2 separate regions of the Arabidopsis thaliana genome follow, and region 2 is linked to region 1. The links are chromatin contacts, called in public capture Hi-C maps. All regions are on one chromosome and are shown on one strand. Each heading gives the region's core, a stretch centred on a gene start, on an enhancer-like site or on the middle of the called end of the contact. The rest is flanking DNA. Distances are from core to core; before and after follow the strand shown. Region 1 holds the start of AT2G26800 (Aldolase superfamily protein). Region 2 holds the start of AT2G27420 (Cysteine proteinases superfamily protein).

Region 1 (2,698 bases), core at 71-2,570:
ATTTTTCTCATATAAGTATAACTGCAAGTTTCATACGAGTCAGAGAATAAACTATCTGAAACGTTATTTCAGGATGGATTCTGCAATCTTGAGAGAAGGCGCTCAGCACGGGATGCTGATGAATGAAGTTTCTGGGACTCGGTGTACCGTAGGAAACTTGGAAGGGGTCATATATGAAATCACACTTCAAAAGAAGAGAGGAATTGTGTTCGAGTAACTTAGTTCCTTTGATACCTCAGAATTTTGTAACATTATTTTTATGTTATTTAGATGCATACATTTTTGGTGAAACGTTTACTAAAGTTACAGTTCAAAAAGTATACAATGACATTTGTGGATGCTTTGAAGTGAATCCACATTGTTAGCTGAAAAACTGTTGCAACTATCATATCTCCTTTATGATAGTTGTCATGTCCAATTTCTTGACTTCACCTACTTATCAGTTTTCATGTATATCATTCTTTTTGTTTTCCACATCAATGGATCATCTTTATCCTGCGTGACTTTAAAAGTAAATATTTTTCAGTCTTATTTTATCTTCTATATTATTTTTCAGTTTTTTTTTTTTATCTTTTACATTATTTTTCAGTCTTATTATATCTTCTATATTATTTTCATTCTTATTTTTCTTTTGTCGGTATTTTCATTCTTATTTTATATTCTAAATCATTTTTCAGTCTTATTTTATTTTCCCTATTATTTTTCAGTCTTGTTTTATATTCTACAGTATTTTCAGTCTTATTTTATCTTCTTTGTCATTTTCAGTCTTTTTTATCTTCCATATTATTTTCAGTCTTATTGTATCTTCCATATTATTTTCAGTCTTATTTTATTTATCTCTTACATTATTTTTCAGTCTTATTTTATCTGAAAGTGTCATTTAGGTAGGTGCAGACTGAAGATATTGGGACTTTAGTTGATATTCGAAAAAAAAAGATATTGGGACTTAAGTTTGCAAAGTTTTACTACTATAGTAATATCGTAAGTACGTAAAAGATATATTTTACTAATGTTTTAACAAATCGTTTAATATCATAAAATAAAATAACCATGTTATTTATTTTTGGGGAAAGTATTTAATAAAAATACACCACATAATTTCTATTCCCACAAAAAAATACACGATCTATTTTTTCGTAACAAGAAATATAGGCTTTTTTTTTTACTCATTTTAGTATTTAAAGTTTAAACCAATATTATTTATTTAAAACAAGGACTACCACACACCACTTGGTTAGGGTCAATTTTATTCAAATAAATTTCCACCATATAATAACTTAAGTTACACTATACAGTTTACTCAATTAAAAATTTGTTGTCCAATCAGTAAAGAAGGAAAGAAAAAAAACATGTTATAAATTGATTGAGGTCTAAATTAAATGTTGGTCATCTTCCAACTCCAAAAGGACCCCTCCCAACCAGAATTAGTGGAGATAAACTTGACGCGTCCCTTCTTCATTCTCCGTCTTCTTCACGTCACCGGAAAAACGACGAATCTCATTGCCTGAGATTCTTCATCGGAATTAAACCTCCGGAGGAATTAATCACGGTAAATTTCAGACTCTTCGTTATCTCTTACGCTGATCGAATTCAATAGAATGTTAGGGCTGATCACAAAGAGCGATGATTTTTGCAGCACGATTCTGTTCTAATCGGAGAACATTTTTCCTAATTTTGTGAAATTCATGTTGAATTTATTGATTTTCCGGATAATTAGTAGAGAATCGATTTTGGAATTTGAATGATAATTTGTGGTATATTTGAACATATTTTTTGAGCAATGGACCTGACCATTTTCTCCAGAGAACTCAAACTATTGCTGAAAAATGCAATGGAATGGGGTGAGACGAGCCCATTCTATATGGTGCAAGAGATTAACAAACAACACTCATTTGCATCATCCTTCTATTCCAGTCTCACATTTTTTCACCATGTCGAGTTTGGAGGAGCCGCTAAGCTTTGACAAGTTGCCAAGTATGAGCACTATGGATAGGATTCAGAGATTTTCTTCCGGTGCTTGTCGCCCCAGGGATGATGTCGGTATGGGACACCGTTGGATTGAAGGAAGAGATTGCACTACCTCTAACAGTTGCATGTGAGTTTGAAAATATATATCAATCTTTGTTTTCCTTTCATATGACAACTTTTTGTTTCTTATGCTCTTGAAATGTATGTTAACTTACAGTGATGATGATAAAAGCTTTGCTAAAGAGTCATTCCCGTGGAGAAGGCATACTCGGAAATTATCTGAAGGAGAGCATATGTTTAGGAATATTTCGTTTGCTGGAAGGACTTCTACTGTTTCTGGGACTTTAAGGGAATCCAAAAGTTTTAAGGAGCAGAAGTATAGCACATTTAGCAATGAGAATGGCACGTCGCATATAAGTAATAAGGTAATTGTCTCGATGGAGGAAAGTAGTTTTTGACCTCTATATAAAACATATCCACAGATACCTCGTTCCCCGTCTATGTAGGATAGTTTTGTATAATGATTCATCTTTTTCATTTCTGTTTAAAATTTCCCACTACAACCACCATTTTTTTTTCTCTCTTATTCTGTTTTTTTTCTGTTTGGAATTTAGATCTCTAAAGGTATACCAAAGTTTGTGAAGATTGTAGAAGTTGGTCCAAGAGATGGCCTGCAGAATGAGAAAAATATAGTACCCACATCTGTAAAGGTGGAACTAATTCAGAGATT
Region 2 (2,698 bases), core at 107-2,606, 290 kb before region 1:
TAGATATATAGAGTTAAAAAAAGTTGACAAGTAAAAAAGTAAAGTTAGCGCGAAATTTTTTCTCATGTTTTAAAAGTAGGTGAAACGTTTCGTTTTATTGTTTTTGACTTTTTCCCTATTTTAAGAGTAAATGAGTTGAAAAATATTTTCAGCTATTATTATTCTGATTGGCTAAATTTTGGTGGGAATGGGTAGAATTTTTTCTTTTGCTTTTTTTTTCTTTTGCGCTATTTGTGAAACAGCCAAAATTAACAAAGCAAAAACTTAAAAATCAATCAAAAGAATTTAAAGCCTTAATGCCGAGATTCGAGACAAGGGCCACTTGCCTTAGGGAGTTACTTCAACCATTTACAGCAATAACATTATCTACATAACAATAACTTTGCAAGTTGTAATTGTAAGAGAGTAGAGCCACTTGAAAAAATCAGTTATTGCATTATGGAGTTACATGATAGGATTTGACCAGACACAACAGCAAAAGCAAAAATGGATTTTTAAATTATTTTCTATGAAAAAATTCAATTTCACAATTTATATTGATTCGATTACGAAATATTGTTGTTTGCTTGTTCACGTTGTCGAAGGCATGGTATAACGGAATACTAATAAAATAGAATAGACCAACTTGGTCAAATACTAAAAAGAAAGCCTCGTTGACGCAGAAACGAAAAAAATGAATAAAAAGAACACAAAAAGTAAACAAAAATTACTCGTCCAATTATTTGCTAGAATTTGATACCAATCTCTGTATTATTTCCGATTGTTTTGGTTCTATTCGAAGATCGTATAATATGAATTATTCGTGGACACTCACACACTCATCTCGACTATTTAGGGAGATAAGATTTGTGAGACCAGCGTATTTAGATAATTTAAAATACATTTATTTGTTTGGAACCAATACATATTCGCTTTTTAATATTTGTGATTTCCTTTGCTTCTACCTGATTTTATATTTTAACAATTGCTGCCTTGGCTCGTGTGGTCTGCGAATGCACTAAGAGTACAACGTGTGACGTGTACAATGTTCGAGCAAGGCACAGGTAGAGAGATAAATATAGACCACAAAACCAAAGCAAAAAAAAAAAAAATCAAGAATGGCTTTGTACCATAAGCTTAGTTTTCAAAACGGTATATCATGCGAACCTCCCAAACTTTAACCAGCCAATACAAACGAATTCTCACCGAGTTAAAACTTGACCATTAACTTTGAGTGAAGGCTGAAGCATATAAAAACTGGCAAATAGAATCTAACATCAATAATGTTGCAATTTGTTTTTTCCCATGTCATTTGGTCCCACTTCCTTAGTATATTTAAACCACACACTCAACATCGCACCACACACTTCACTCACAATTTCTTATATAAGACCATTTTGGCATACCCGCTTCTTGGCAAACCAAGTAACAAAAACCAAAACATTTGTATTATAAGAGTATTTTTATTGATACTATTTTTAAATTGTGCCCATACATATTACCTATAGGGAATGGCGTCAACTATCATCTTCATTCTAACTATTTTTTTAAGTTACAGAACTTCGCTAGCTACATCTCGTGGTAGCCTTTTTGAAGCTTCTGCCATTGAGAAACATGAGCAATGGATGGCTCGATTCAATCGCGTTTACTCTGACGAAACCGAGAAAAGAAATCGGTTTAATATCTTCAAGAAGAATTTGGAGTTCGTCCAGAACTTCAACATGAATAATAAAATCACGTACAAGGTTGATATCAACGAGTTCTCTGATCTTACGGACGAAGAATTTCGGGCGACACACACTGGACTAGTTGTGCCCGAGGCTATAACCAGAATTTCAACTCTGTCTTCGGGCAAAAACACGGTGCCGTTTAGATATGGTAATGTTAGTGATAATGGCGAGAGCATGGATTGGAGACAAGAGGGGGCTGTTACACCCGTTAAGTATCAAGGCCGATGTGGTAATTATTTAAGCTTTGTTTTTTATAACAATCTGCATTATTTGGGCTTGACGTCACTATGTTGATTCTTTTTTTTTGGATTTTAATTTTTGTTCCTTAACAAAAAACAAAAGAATAGAGAGATACATTGTTTTAAACATGAATTTTTTGAAAACGGAATAGGAGGATGCTGGGCGTTTTCCGCGGTGGCGGCAGTGGAAGGCATTACAAAGATTACTAAAGGCGAGCTTGTATCGCTATCGGAGCAACAACTCTTAGACTGCGACAGAGACTACAATCAAGGATGTCGTGGAGGGATAATGTCGAAAGCTTTCGAGTACATAATCAAAAACCAAGGCATCACTACTGAGGATAACTATCCATACCAAGAATCACAACAAACTTGTAGTTCATCAACTACCCTATCATCGTCTTTTCGTGCAGCCACAATCAGCGGATATGAGACCGTTCCAATGAATAATGAGGAAGCGTTGCTACAAGCAGTGTCTCAACAGCCTGTTTCTGTGGGGATAGAAGGGACAGGGGCCGCGTTTAGGCACTACTCGGGAGGGGTATTCAACGGAGAATGTGGGACGGATTTGCATCATGCGGTTACAATTGTTGGTTATGGAATGAGTGAAGAAGGGACTAAGTATTGGGTGGTGAAGAATTCTTGGGGGGAAACTTGGGGAGAAAATGGTTACATGAGGATCAAGAGAGACGTGGATGCACCCCAAGGAATGTGTGGTTTGGCCATTCTTGCTTTCTATCCACTTGCTTG

Evidence for each region. Capture Hi-C pulls out chosen DNA fragments and counts their contacts.
Region 2: a capture Hi-C map of seedling shows a contact between it and region 1, with 2.3 times the contacts expected there. The contact joins the promoter of AT2G27420 here to the promoter of AT2G26800 in region 1.

What each region holds. Positions count from the first base shown.
Region 1 is chr2:11,431,419-11,434,116 of TAIR10.1, reverse strand. AT2G26800 (Aldolase superfamily protein) reads left to right here and starts at 1,320. Exons shown (of 9, transcript NM_179756.4): 1 at 1,320-1,549; 2 at 1,915-2,095; 3 at 2,186-2,393; 4 at 2,583-2,698. The coding sequence starts at 1,932. AT2G26810 (Putative methyltransferase family protein) reads left to right here. Exons shown (of 7, transcript NM_001336088.1): 7 at 73-455.
Region 2 is chr2:11,726,312-11,729,009 of TAIR10.1, reverse strand. AT2G27420 (Cysteine proteinases superfamily protein) reads left to right here and starts at 1,356. Exons shown (of 2, transcript NM_128302.3): 1 at 1,356-1,938; 2 at 2,101-2,698. The coding sequence starts at 1,491.